Regions from separate parts of the Mus musculus genome. Here region 2 is linked to region 1. The links are chromatin contacts, called in public Hi-C maps. All regions are on one chromosome and are shown on one strand. The core of a region is the stretch at or near the end of the contact, and the rest is flanking DNA. Distances in the headings are between cores, read along the strand shown.

Region 1 (7,474 bases), core at 1,644-4,143:
ACTGTGGAAAGTTGATTAGAAAAAAGGAAGAGAGAAGATGACACAAACCAGACCTGTTTACCTACTTAAACTGCTACCAAACTCCCCAATCTTGGAATAACCCACAAAGTCAAAAATAGAAGGATAATCTTCTAATTTCGTCATCTGGATGGTTGAAGCGAGATGACCTCAAGTTCAAAGGCAACAGGAGCTCAAAACTCGCCTGGGCTACAGAGTGAGACACTGTCTCAAAACTCGCCTGGGCTACAGAGTGAGACACTGTCTCAAAAGCAAGCAGAGACAAAACAAAAGCAAAGACTTGCTCTTTCCTCAGATCAATCTACACTCGCTTCCACACAGAACTCACCCCACACCCTCAGAATAGACCACGTTGTCAGGGCCACCTTTTCTTTTAGCAGACTGTATTTTCCTTTTATGAAATTTACTACAGTTTTGTAATTATACATTTATTTATGAGTATTTGATTATAGCTTTGTTTTCTATCAGCCCTAAGTTCTGTGAAGATAATAAGTATGTCTTTGTTCATACAGGAGTTACTCAATAAATATTGTAGAATTCATGAATAAATGAATAAAATGAACCGTGCCAATGGAACCAAGGTGAGCGCAATGGCTGTGATCTGGAAATTGCCTACCTTGTGTATGTTTTCCCCTTTGGTTCTCTAAAATAGCTTCATTTCACATATAATGCGTTTTCATCCAGAGAGAAGCATTCAATTTAAATGGAGGAGCTATTTCTTGACTCAGACATACCATGGAATCACGCTTTTATTACTTCTCTGAGAATATTTCTTGCAATCTACTGTGCCTTTGTCTCTGGAAAAAAAAAACCCACAACCTCTCTCCTTCCTTAGAAAGGGAGTGAAGGGCTACCTCATGTAATGGTGAGTTGGAGACGCTCTCCCTCTGGCTTTCCAGGAAAACTTGCTGGTTTCTGTGGTGCACTTACTTCGGCTTTAGTTGTTTTCAAGTTCCTGATCTGACTCTCCCCATCCACTGCCCCAAAACAGAGCTGAGGAGAGACACACACCATCCAGTTGGTTCTGCCATACCTCTGTGGCCAGGGTCCCATGCTGAACTATAGGCAGGTAGGGAAAAAAAAGGTATTTAAAATCTAAAGAGAGACATTTGCATCCCTCTATGCTGAGGGCAGTGACCATGGTAACAACTGAGGTCCAGTCACTTTCCTGAAGACTATATATATATTCTTTACTATATTATAGAGTAGAGTTTATTCAGGGGCATGGGGAGGGGAGTTGAGAGAAAGGCAGAGAGGGGCGGGGGCGTGTAGAGGAGAAGCTCCTGGTCATGAGCACTTTGGGGGAAGGGGGATGGGGAGAGAGAGGGAGCAGGAACAAGAGGAGAGAGCAAGAGCAAGAGAGAGAGAGAGAGAGAGAGAGAGAGAGAGTCAAGCAGCCCCTTTTATAGTGAGTCAGGCACACCCGGTTGTTGCCAGGTAACTGTGGGGCCCGGAGCCTAGACTAAATGTCAACATGTGGATGTCACATTTCCCATAGTACCAGGCACTCACCCACACTTAGCATTGACCTGGCAGACCTCTTAAGCTGCCTCACAACTAAGTCTACACACTTCCTCTGGCCTTTTGTCTCATGATTTCCTGTGTACTGGCTGTAAGACTATCATAGACACCATGGGGGAAGAAATAAGGTCTTTTTTTCCCCAGTTTGACCAAACTATAAAGAAAACCCTGTTCTTTTACTGTCTTAGTTAGGGGTTTTGCCACTGTGAACAGACACTATGACCAAGGCAACTCTCAGAAGGACAACATTTCATTGGGGCTGGCTTACAGGTTCAGAGGTTCAGTCCATTATCATTAAGGGAGGAACATGGCAGCATCCAGGCAGGCATGGTGCAGGCAGAGCTGAGAGGTCTGCATCTTCATCTGAAGGCTGCTAGCAGAATACTGGCTTCCAGGCAGCTAGGATGAGGGTCTTAAAGCCCACACTCACAGTGACACACCTACTCTTACAGGGCCACACCTTCTACTAGTGCCACTGGCTGGGCCAAACATACACAAATCATCACAGTAACCAAGTTTTGCTTCTTAGTTTATTTGAGGACAGGAAGAAAACCAAGTCCGTGGGTGAAGGAGAGTGACTAGTGCCTCCCCAGGATCTGGTGGACGTTCACCTCCAAAGCCATTTTTCTCCCCGCTCCTCACTATGGCTCACCCTGTCTGTGTCCAACTTTCTGGCTTCATGAGTATTTTCCTATTTTTAGATCCTTTCATCAAGTCGAGATTGCCGCTTGGTATGCAGGAATGTTGAGAGATGTTTCATTTCCATCCTCAAGGCTAAATTGCCATTTCTGTCATGAACTCTGATCTGCCCCAAGAAGCAGGCAGAGGGGGGGGCTCAGTTGTTTGTGGGGCTTTCCAGAGCTCCGTATCAGCTGGCAAAGCCCATCAAAGAGAAAGGGAGACTCCGGATCCTACTATGAGTAAATATTATTCACAATGACTGTTTACCAACAGTTTCACATGCCTGTGCTGCTGCCTCATAAGCTGTTTTCAAGGCAGTGTTTATGCAAAGGATTAGGAAAAGGGCAAAAGTCTCCAGGGAGAGGGATCACTAAAGCAATGGCTCTCGGGCATTAAACCGTCAACAACATTAAACCTTTGCTCCACCCTGGAGCCCCGCTTCCCAGCCAACGTTAGACCCCCACGTGTGCTGGCAAAGAGAAAGTCAACAATAAAATCACACATGTCACATCTACCGTACTGTGGACATGCCTAGTGCTGCTTGGGTGTGTCGAGCTCAGCCTGCTGGAAATCCTTATGGTAAACACGCCACCCAGTCCCTCTTTTGTTCTGTAGCTGATGGCAGGGTACAGAACAGCGCGTCTGAACGCAATGATAACAACGCCAGCAAGGGCCCCAACTGTTTGTTAACTGTGTAATGATTAACCAGGGCCAGGGCCCCAGCCTTTGGGCTGTCACTCAGGGAAGTCTATTTAGTAAACAGTCAACCACCAATATCTTAAACAGGTTGAACAGATGGCTCCAGGGTTCAGGCCAACTGTATTTTCTTCAATTCCACACAGCTTGGAGGGAAATGAAGGCCATAAAATCCAAGAAAAGACCAAACAGAAGCACCATCACTACCACCCTCCAGTGTGCAGATCTCTCATCCCTAGGAGGATGAAGTCTGATGGGAGGAGAAGAACAGCCTCTGAGGGGTGGAAATGAAAGCTCTACACAGGAGAGTTTTCTATACAAAGAGTGAGTTGCTGAGCTCTGTCAGAGACTCTGAAAGCTAGGAGGTAAGACTACCAGTGACAAGGTTTTGATGAAACATCCCAAGACTTAAGTCACAGATGCAATGCTGACTCACCACAGAGTTTCTCCATAGCATCTTAGATGTTATAAGTAAGAAAGCATGGTAGACTCTAAGGAGTATCGCAGCTTCAGTGTAACTATGAATGTTGCTCAGCTTCAGCGTAACTATGAATGTTGGTGCTTAATTCAGAACATGTCTACTCAACCATCCTTGCCCTGCCCTGTTCTGCCCTTCCCAGAGTTCTCCTCTGTGCTAGCTTTCTGTTACTGTTACAAATTATTCAAGGTAACCCAACCGAAAGGATTCAGAAAGGTTTGTTTCCAGTCAGTTTTGTACATGACAGAGGAGGTGCTGAACCTTTGATAACTAGGAAAGCAGGGACCCAAGACTCAAAGTCCCTTTCAAGTAAAAATCTATAATGACCCCACCCCCTAAAGATTCCATCTCCTCCTTATAGTGCATGGTCTGGGGACCAAATTTGTCACACAGGACCTTTGATTGACACTTATCCAAACCATAGTGCCCCATTTCTGCATTTGTGCAATGGGAACATAAGGCCTGACTTTGTATATATCTCAACGATTCTGCTGAGATAAATTGATACTGTCTAGGCAAAAGGGCATTACAAATTCAAGCTTTGGGGCTGCAGCCTATTATACTTCAAATAAATGTCATAACAAGCTCTATAGGAGAAAAATAACAGGCACAGTCTATACACTATAACCAGACACATTCTACGCAGATTAGAAGCACAAGCAAAAAAGCATTTAAAAATATGTAAGAAATATTATAAAACCCTACAATCCATTCCTATGGGGGAGGGGGAGGACAGACAGCCTACTGTCCACTGGAGTGAGGGGAGAAATGCAATCCTCAAGACAAACACAGAAGCCCTCTCCCCCAACACACACACACACACACACACACACACACACACACACACACACACACACAGAGAGAAAGTTTCCAGCATAAAGAGGGGTCTGGATTAAGAGCCTAATTGGCTTAGTTGAGATATTTACATAGCCCATGGGGCATGATACCAGAAGGGATGCAAGTATGCTCTTTTTGTCCAAGATGAACCTACAAAAGAAAATAGTCCTAAATCAGGGAAATTAATTCAAAGCAAGATAGACAGTGGACACAAAATTCAGAAGATCATATCACTCCTGAAAATGGACATCAAAGTATTGGAGTAGTAATGATAGAACTATTTTACTATTTCTCTGGCCCCTATAATGTAGATCTGTAAGTGACAACCTACAAGTGACTATGAGAAGATGTGTAGTGTCACTAGGGTATACAGGACTGACTGTAAAGACTGGGGGTGGGGGAACCTTAAGACAAAGAGGAAGAGGAGGTGGAGTAGGAGGAAGATGATGCCATAGATTTTTCTAAAAGCTATGAGAAATCCCCCAAATAAATTCCAGCCTTAATATATCATGTAAAGAGCTTAAAAAGCAGCCTTTCTGTATCTATAATAAAAACCTAAACAAACTTAAAAGTAACTTTCCCCAAGTCTTTCCAAGAATTAGCCAGTCAGAAGAGTCAAGGAATCTCATTGTGGGACAGATGGCATGAAACCCATAAGTGACTAGGAACACTTTGGTAGCGATTTTGATGAATGGCAAGAAATAGGCTTAGAAACTAATGAGAAACCTAAGGGTTCAGACCCAAGGGCCTCCCCCAAACACACATACCACACTACACACACACACACACACACACACACACACACACGTGCGCGCACTTCCATAGCTGTTGCCTAAAGAAACAGTCCCAGGTTCCAAGGTCACCATCTAAGAAAGCCGCCCTTGCAGCCCAGGCAGGGGGTTCCAGGAGGTCCTACAGGCTCCCAGCATTCCCTAGCTCAAGAGAAAATGGTTCTCTATTCCAGCCTTTCCTAGCACCTGGGCAAAGCCAAGAAATACTTATGAAGATCTCAGCCCAGCCTGGAGTGGTGCTGTATCCTGCTAATTCACTACCTAGGAATCAGAGAGCAGGGTGAGGTTGATCTTTGTGAACTCCAGGTCAGCCAGGGCTTCCATAGTGAGACCCTGTTTCAACAAAACCAAAACAAATAGGGCTTTTTCCATGGTTCAAGAGGAAAAGGTAATAAAGGTGATTCTCATGGAACCTGACAATCTAATTTCAATTGAGGATGAACACTTGGTACCTGATGATGGGAAGCAGTTTGGGGAGCTTTGGGAACCCTTGGCTAGAAAGGCTGTCAGAGCCTTTGAAAGTTAAACCCCACTCCTCTTCTTGAATAATAAGCAGCAGACCAGACCATTTCAGCTCCCCAGACTTCCTCACCAGGATGCATTGTAACCTCCAAGCTGATTCAGAAACAAGGCTCCCTTCCTTTACGATGCTCCTGCCAGGTTTTGCCATAGTGATGAGGAATTAAGTAACACACACTTTTAATTGGCCTAAAAGGCAAATGTGTTGGCTGGTTACAGCAGTAGAGCTATTTGAAGGTGGACTTAGGTTTTAAAAAGTTATGCTTGAAATGTCTAGAGTAGATGCTAAAACATTTAAGCTGTTTTTATTTATATTTATTAGTTTATTTTTGTGTGTAGTCAAAGGTTAGCTGTGTCTCCTTCCACTATGTGAGTACCTGGTATTGAACTCAGATCATCAGACTTAACAGCAAGCGGCTTCACCTGCTGAGTCTTACAGGTCCAAGCAAAACATTTTTTTCTTTTAAAAAGATTTTTTCCTAAATAAACCAACCAACCAAAAAAAAAAAAAAAAAAACAAAAAAAAAAACAAAAAAAAACAAAAAAAAAAAACAAAAAACAAAAAACAAAAAACCAAGAAAGCTACAACAATCCTGTACAATAAAAGAACTTGCAGAGGTATCATCATCCCAGATTTCACGTACTATTACAGAGCTATAGTAATAAACACATGCATGGTATCAGCATAAAGATAGACAAGTGATAAGTGGAATAGGATCGAAGACACAGACATACATCCACACTCCTATGGACACCTGCTCTTTTGATAAAGAAGCCAGAATTCTACAGTGGGGAAAAAAAAGAAAGCATCGTCAATAAATGGTGCTGCTCTAGCTGGTTGTCTGCATCTAGAAGAATGCAAATAGTTCCATATCTATCACCTTGTACAAAAGTCAAGTCCAAGTGAATCAAAGACCTCAACATAAAACCAGACACACTGAACCTGACAGAAGAGAAAGTGGGGAAGAGCCTTGCATGCATAGGCCCAGGAGATAACTTCCTGAACAAAATACCAGTAGCTCAGGCACGAATTACAATTAGTAAATGATACCTCATGGAACTGTAAAGCTTCTGTAAGGCAAAGGACACAGTCAAAAGGACAAAGCTGCAGCCTATGAAATAGGAAAAAGAGTTTCACCAACTCCACACCAGATAGAGGGCAATTTCCAAAACATATAAAAACCTCAAGAAACCAGACACCAACAAACCAAATGTCCCAATAAAAAATGAGGTGCAGATATAAACAAAGAATTCTCAACAGAAGAATCTCAAATGTCCAAGAAGCACTTAAAGAAGTGTTCAGCATCCTTAGCCAGCAGGAAAATGCAAATCAAAATGACTCTGAGATTCCATCTTACACCTGTCAGAATGGCTGAGATCAAAACCACAAGAACCAGCTCATGCTGGCTAGAATGTGGAGCAAGGGGAGCACTCTCCCTTGCTGGTGGGAATGCAAACTTCTACAGCCACTTTGGAAATCAATTTGGCAGTTTCTCAGAAAATTGGGAATTGATCTACCTCAAGGCCCAGCTACAGCACTTCTGGGCATGTTTGGTTGCTATGCCTGGGAGGCCTGCCCTTCTCTGATGGGAAATGGAGGGAGAAGGAGATGGAGTGCGGAGGGACTGGAAGGGAAGAGGGAAGGAAACTGTAGTTCAGTTGTGACATATGAGAGAATAAATACAATTTTTGAACGTTTTTTCCTTTGTTTTTATTTCAGGTATATGGGTGTTTTGCCTGCAGTGCCCAATGAGGCCAGGAGAGGGCAACAGATTCCCTGGAACTGAAGTTACAGATTCTTTTTGAGTTACCATGTAGAGGCTAGGAACCAAACCCTGGTCTTCTAGAAGAGCAGCCAGCGTTCATAAGTGCTGAGCCAAATCTCCAGGCCTGAAAATAATCTTTAAAGAATTATAATTAACATGATAAAACA
Region 2 (7,394 bases), core at 4,171-6,670, 210 kb before region 1:
CACACTTCTCTTTTTTTCTCCCCATCCTGACATTTGGATGGTTTCCCTGAGGCATTTTCAACTGCGATCAACACTCTGGAGAGGGGCCTCTCTGACTTTCTAGCTTTGAGAGATGCTGCGCATTAATTATACTCGACTAAACTAGATGAATATGCTAATTTTCCTCATAATGGGCAAGTCAATACATTTTACTCAGAAATATACTCTAAAACCTACTTTTAAAGGAACCTGTCAAGTAAGGGAAATTGTACCTTCCCTTTTCCCACACAACTTGCAAACAGGAAAATTTCCTTCTGTTTCTACTGTCAAGATGTCATCTTACAGAAGTGGGGACTAAAGCAGTCATGTTTCCCACTAGAAATTGTATCTCAGGCAGTTGCTGGAGCAAAGGGCAGAGGCAGTTGTTAACTGTTCTACCACAGGACTTCTATTCCGGGGCGACAGTGCATTGCAGCCCTGGGTAACAGGCCGGGGGGCGAATCCCTACTGAGCCATCTCTACTCGCCTTCCCGTTACCCTGCCAAAGAGGAGAATCTGTTGTGTAGGCGCTGGAGATTTCTAGGAAGACAGCAAGCCTGTGTCGAACTCGCAGGGCTTAAAGGGGCTCCCTGAGGAACTCCAAGCACCCTTCTTGGTGGAAGGCCTTCTCAGAAGGCAGGAAAATAGTCTCTGGTCAAGGGCAGAGGCACAGCCTGGGTGGCCTGCATGCGCTCATCCCCAGAAAAAAAGCAAGGATCAAAAAAAGTTAGCAGTTGTGGCCTGAAGTTCTTGGGAGTGGGTGGTGGTGGTAGAAGGGTAGGGGTGGGGAGTTGTCCAACTTTGTAACTTTATACAGCACTTATTAAAGCCTGACCAGAGGGTATAAGTGCCAGGTGCTGCCCTGAGCTTGGGTAAGCAGGTGACAGCACAGGAATACAGGGACACTCAGTGTAGGTTTCAGAGCCACACAGGGATCCGGAGCCAAAGCAGTGAAGCTTTGGGGAAGCCAACTGGCCTCCCCAGGCCTCAGAGGAGATGACGGAAAGCCATGAGTAGAGTTGTTTGGGATCCTCGCACCATCTCTAATTCCCTTCAGAACCTAGGTAATGCTGCTGGTGATGTCACAGCGAGAAGATAAGGACCTAGTGGCACCTGAAGTACCAGAGAAAGTACCAAAGAAAACACTCCTGGAGCCCGGAGGAAGCAGGAAGGCAGGGGGAGGGAAAGGGGATACAGAATTCCCTTAAGTTAGGAGGAAAATGGTACTTGATGAAGACGTTAAAACTACAGACATGGGAAACAAAAATCACATCCCTCGAGGGCACCAACCGCCCTAGTCAGCTCCGTACATGCCTCCTAAAATCTTACAGCTTTTGTTCCTAAATTGACTGTTCTACTAATTTATTGAACCAAAGCAGAATTTTACAACAGCTATAAGAAAGTATGTTGCGGGGCATGCGGTGTGTAGCTCAGTGGCAGAGTGCTTAGAGAGCAGGCACAAGCAAGACCCCTGGTTCAAACCTTAGCATTGGAAAAACAGAGTATGTGTACAGACACCCAATAATTTCAAATAGTCAATAGATTACTAGTTTCTTTACTCAAAGCAAGATTTCCATAATCATGTGAGCATTTTAACTCCCTGGGTCTTGAAATACCATCTTCAAAAAAAAAAAAGTTTCTTAAGGCTACGCTGTTTTTATAAGTGACATGCGTGAATGTTACTGCTAATGCCTCTCATAAAGACCAATGAGACTGAGTCTTATTTTAAACAAATGCCCCCATCTACGGCTGCAGCTGCTGCTGCTGAGATGGAGTCCCCAAGCTGTCACCTTCTAGAAAGTAAATACAAAGCTTTAGCCAGAGCAAAACCAGTTAACAGGCCAATGGTGCTTCTTTCTTTACATTTTTATTGGTGTGTGTCTGTGTCTGTCTGTCTGTCTACCTCAGTGTGTGTGTGTCTGTCTGTCTGTCTACCTCAGTGTGTGTGTGTGTGTGTGTGTGTGTGTCTATGTGTGTATGTATGTCTGTGTCTCTGTCCATATGTCTGTTGTCTGTGTGCAGACACCCTCAGAAGCCAGAAGAGGGCATTGGGCCCCTGAAGCTAAGGTGGTTGTGAGTTGCTGGTTGCTGGAACCTAACTGACTCCTCTGGAAAAGCAAAAAGCACTTTTAACCATTAAGCCATCTCTCTAGTCCCTGCATCTCTCTTCTGTTACTGTGTGGGAAGAACAGGATACCTCATCACTGCTTCTGGGCACAAAGTGGGTAGCCGTTCTCAGAAGCCCTGGGAGAGTAAGGCAGCACTCCTTTCCATGACAACCTTCCCAGGATCTTTCCAGTGCAGGCTGCTGTCCTCTGACCCTGCATCACAGCATCTCCAAGATCTCCAAGTACAGGTTCTCTCCTTCTGCCATCTCTCCTGGAAGTCTAGCCCTCGAGAACCTGCTCTCTCCTGCATCCCAGAGCCAGAACTGAGCTTAGAAGCAAGCAAGCAAGAAGACGCTACTGCAGCAGCACCAGCTTCCAGTTAGCCCTTCCTAAAACTCAGCAAAATCAGAGCGCTATCATGTAGCCTTAAGCTCAGGTGTTCTTGAAATAAGGGTAAAGGCTAGACCTTACCTCCATCCCCATTACTCAAAAATACCACACTGAAGTCTGGCTGTGTGCTGGGCCCTTAGAGCAACAGTGTACAAGACCTCCCCATGCCCACCCGCGCTGTTTATATTTAGCTCCTGGCTGGGCCATAAACCAACAATTACACAGTTCTATAATTACTGTGTGAGAAGTGTGAAGAGCCGAGAAGCACAAGGGAGCTGACCTGACCCACCCTAGAGGTGGACGAGGATCGTGAAGGGAGACACAGGAGCTAGAAACTGGCATGCACCAAGGAGTGTCAGGGGAAGCACCGTGCTCTGTACCCCAGGTAGTAAGCAGAGGCCAGGAAGCCACATATCTTTACGGAAGCCAGGGCAGCTGTAAGTGCAGAGCGGGAGGCAAGTGTGTGTGGCAGTAGGAACCAGGCCCCGCAAGGGGCTATCTTCATACCCCCACATAGGTGAGCAACACTGGGTGTGTAGTCTCTGGAAGGTTGGAATCAAGGTAGGTACTAACCCTATTTATCCTTTGAAAATACCACCTGCAGCAAGGCCTTGGCTTCGCCTCCCTCATCGCACACGCATGCTTCTGGAAACCTCTGCACAGCCCCTCAGTACTGTAGCTGTCTGCTTTCCTGTCTGGACTAACTGAAACTCCCGTCTACCATTCTTAGGTTGTCAGAAGGAGAACCGAGAACTGCACCCTGTCTGAGCATCGGGGGACTTAAGAGGCCCTGGGCCTTGTGCTGGGATGAAGCCCAGGCATTCTGACCCCCTCATAGCTGGGGGTTCTCAGCCTTCAGCCTGCAGCAGCTTCCTCTGACGGCCTTATTAAATCAAGGACTGGAAACCCATGCTGCTATTATTTCCAGTGCAGCAGGTTTGGGGGAGAGAGCGGGCTGGCGTCTTTACCTGGTCCCAGGCGTGCCTGGTGTGGCTGGTCCTGACCGTTGAAGAACTGGTATGGTAGCCCCCTGACCTACACAGTAGTCAGTCAAAAACAAAACCCAAAACCCCTGAGACTCAGGACACCAGCCATTAGTGTAGCAAGAAGCCGTACCAGGATCTCTATCTTGGAACTCAGGGAAAACCTGCAGAGACAGATTTTCTTGAGTGAGCAAATCTGCCTGGCTTTTACACCTAGAAATCGGCCTCGCGCTGGGTCCCCCTGACAAGCCTTGGCAGCCAGTCGTGCGCGCACAGATTTCTCAAATCCCCGAGCTTTCAAGTGGGAAATGTTACAGAATGCACCAGTCACAGCTACAGGACTCCAGAACAGTGACACTGGTGGCAAAGACAACTTCTGCAGCGCATCAGACCTCAATCTGGCTCAGTGACTCGGAGGGCCTGGCACTCCCCCATCTTGCCATGCTCCCCCTGGGCTGGGGGCCTCCTAGCCCACTCTGGTGCAATATGAAGCACGGGGGTCCCCTTATGCAGGGGTCCCCTTACATGGTTGAACAGGAGGGTTGCCTCCCTCAAATAGCAATAAACTTTGCCTTCGAGGGAGGCAGAGCCTTGCTGCAGCTTCCCTCAGAGAACTCTGAAAAGGGACCAGGCTGCTCTCTCTTTCAGAACCCTATCTTGCTGTCTGCGACACTGGGGCCTGAACTCTCCTGTGAGCTCTCGCCATGCTCTTGTCTGTCTGTATGTATGTAGCATGAATAACCCTTCCAATAAACGTCTGGCTCCCAACAGTCTGTTTCAGGGTCCCCTCAGAGCCCTACACCAAAGCAGCTTTTCTTGGTGAATGGTCGGATACCAGTGACCGTTTTCCTCAATTGCTAATCAGATAATTGCCCGGCAACAGTTAATTCTGTAGCCATTCTACATTCAAACACGCAAAATAGAAAATAATTAGAGCCAAACAATTGCCCTGGTGTAAAAGCACACTAATGGACAAGATGGGTGCATTCAGATTTGATTCAACACTCATCAGAACGCTTGCTGGTGGTCAATTTGCTTAATGAGTGTTCACTTTTCTCTTAATTTTTCTGGGGTGATATTTACTCAGAACCACACATTAAGCCTGCATCCCTTTTCAAGGAATTCTCCCTTGTGGAAACTGATCTGAGTGCCTGTAAGGAACAAGAGAAAAATGCCTGAAACTGAACTGTTTTCTAGAACTGAGAAATACAACAATAAACAACAACAACCCATCCAGTATGTCCACTGAGAAAACTCTAGTTCTTTCTCATAGCTTTAGAATATGACCATCCCTGACGACAGGGAAAGGAAGCCCATTCTAGAATTGTAAGCTTGTTTGTTTGTTTGTTTGTTTGGGACAGAGCCTATGTGGTCCTGGCATTCCTATGTAGACCAGGTTGGCCTCTAGCTCAGGGATCCCCCTGTCTCTACCTCCCAGGTGCTGGGGTTAAAGGCATGTAAGGTGCTCACCTCCACGCCTGGCTAGGAACCTGTTAGCATATTTGAAATCAAGACCAAGTGGAAGAGACTCAAATCGGACGAAGAAAATTTGAGATTTCTGGAAATTTAAATGAATATGTCAACCCCTGGTAACATTTTTTTTCAAATGATTATAATTAGAAATATGCAAACTTTTCCACGGGGGGCAGGAGGGAGTGGAAATGTACCCAATTAGGCAGCAGTGATACCTTTATTATATGGTATTAACCATGTAGACGCGGTGTTAACACTTTCAAAACTAAAAAAAAAAAAAAAAAAAAAAAGACTGTCTCCTTCAGAACTCAAGAATCCTTTACCAGACAGCCAATGGCAAAGAACACTGGTTCTTACCAAGTGTTCCTCAAAGACAACTCCCTAACGAGCTTCCTGCTCTCCTGACTGACTTCCACCATAATGCTCTGTTGTAAACAATAGCGCAGACAGCTGATGTCAGAGGGGCAGGAAGTATTTGCTTTCACACTGATCTGTTTTCAGATCGTTTACAAACACAACTCTTGTCCCCGGCGACAAACGTTTTTAAATTATATTTTTAAGGAAGATTGTGTTTTCAAAGGCGTCAGCCAGTCATTTCATATTTCACTTTGGTCCAAGCTTGGCAAAGCCATAAATTAACAAAACCAAAAGGTAACTTTAAAGAGTTTGGGGGCTGTTCTGGCTTCAGGAGTTACCGGCAATGTAACTGATGAACCTCAGTCTCAAAACTGAGCAAACAGGCAGAATTCGATACTTCAGATGACTCATTGATCTGCATATGATTCAGCGTGCATGTGGGCGCCGCCCAGAGTATGACATCACAGCCCGTGTAAGCCAATGAGCCGAGAGCCCAGAGTATGACATCACACAGACTGTGTGAACCAATGAGCAGAGAGCCCAGAGTATGACATCACAGCACTGAGTGCCTCTATGTGTGGGGCGCCCAGGGTCTGACATCACAACCCAATGTGATTGAGTGCTGGGAGCCCAAAATATGACAACACAGCCCTGTGTGATCTACTGTGTGCCTCCAAGAGGGTCAGGACAAACTACCAGCAGCAAACATGGCAGCTTGTCACACAGTTTATTCTGAGGAGAACCACACAGACCGGAAGTGCAGAGGAGATGGTGACGCATGTGTATTCAGTGTGCTGGAGTATTCTGGAATGAGAGAGGTTGATCCCTAAGAAGTCACAACCCCAGATGAAGCCCCACAAAGGGAGATAGACAGAGCTGGGGATGGGATTCAAGGACAGAAGAGGGGCAAGGAGAAGGAAGGTCTGGAGAGAGGGACTGAGGAGAGGCCGAAAGAGTAAGATTATCGCTTAGTTAAAACAAGAGCAGAGAGCTCCGGTCTGCCATACTTACGAGACAGTATTGACCTGCCCTCCCCAAAAGATCTGCTACTGCATTCCAAAGAGTTGTTAAGAAAAATGAGAAAGCTGGGGGACATCTCTAATGTAGAAAGTAAAGTCTTTCAGCTGGTGGCACACCCTTGAACTTCCAGTATCCAGGAAGGAAAATAAAGAGTTGAAAGCCACCCACAATTACATCGTGGGTTCGAAGCCAGGCTGGCATACATGAAACCTACTTCAAAAAAAAAAAATCAAAGACTGGCATAGTGGATCACGGCTTTAAACCTAGCACTCAGCAGGTACAGGCAGCTGGATCTCTGTGAGTTCTGGTCTGCATAGTGAGTTCCAGGCCAGGTAGGGATACTTGGTAAGACCCTGTCTCAGGAAGCAAAACCAACCCAAACCACCAAAGTACAGAGCACAAGAACAAATACAAGAATGTATCTCAGAGTGCAATGGCCCTTGCTGTAATCCCAGAATTTGCGAGGCTGAGGCCAGAAGATCAGAGTGTGAGGAAAAATGTGACTCTAGATAAATGATAATGGAACTAAAAGGATTTCCAAGAACATGGTAGGTCTAGAAGACAAAGAAAGTCCAACATATGCTGCTGTTGGCTCTGAAGCCATTGGAGAATAATAAAAACTTCTGATCTTCAACAACTCTTTAGTGAGGGAAAATGAAAGCCATGCTTGGGATTTTATGTCAAGGCTGTGGTCTCTTCTCTGAAAAGATGAACTCTCAAAAGTGACTGTCCTGGGAAGAGTAAAGAAAGCATTCCTGTGGGTATCTAGGTAAATGTGTGGCCAAATCAGAGGCAGAGAAAAACCATATTAGTGTATCTGACTTTGACAGCACTTGATGGCAAAAAGACAATACAGGAAAAAAATAAAGATACAAAGATACCTGAGCAAGGACAGGATGGCTGAGGCTTTCTATGAGACATGTGACCTTTCCAGCAAAGACTACAGACAAGCTGCTGTGAGTACATCATTGAGATGCCTCCCAGAGCATCCCTTCAGAAAGAGGCGCAAGACCAGTCATCGCCCCCAACACTGGATGCAGGCTGA

Evidence for each region. A called contact is a pair of places that touch in the nucleus more often than the background predicts.
Region 2: a contact with region 1 is called in a Hi-C map of the G1E-ER4 cell line, with 2.9 times the contacts expected there. The contact joins two enhancer-like sites. A contact is called at or near these places in 1 of 15 datasets of contacts at CTCF or cohesin (the G1E-ER4 cell line), 8 of 484 Hi-C or Micro-C datasets (the G1E-ER4 cell line, the HL-1 cell line, female germline stem cells and 3 more), 4 of 115 datasets of contacts at active chromatin or transcription factors (the HPC-7 cell line, embryonic stem cells, extraembryonic endoderm stem cells and 1 more) and 1 of 9 other capture datasets (embryonic stem cells).

What each region holds. Positions count from the first base shown.
Region 1 is chr5:75,372,875-75,380,348 of GRCm38.p6, reverse strand. No RefSeq gene overlaps it. Among named protein-coding and RNA genes, the nearest start is that of Gm24502, 180 kb to the left of the region's middle. Within about 2 kb of position 2,893, at least 71 of the 459 cell types and tissues checked have an H3K27ac peak or open chromatin away from gene starts, as enhancers often do. A contact at or near this core is called in the G1E-ER4 cell line, where this site is marked.
Region 2 is chr5:75,588,172-75,595,565 of GRCm38.p6, reverse strand. All of the region lies in intron 1 of Kit (KIT proto-oncogene receptor tyrosine kinase), which reads right to left. Among named protein-coding and RNA genes, the nearest start is that of Kit, 17 kb to the right of the region's middle. Within about 2 kb of position 5,420, at least 27 of the 459 cell types and tissues checked have an H3K27ac peak or open chromatin away from gene starts, as enhancers often do. A contact at or near this core is called in the G1E-ER4 cell line, where this site is marked.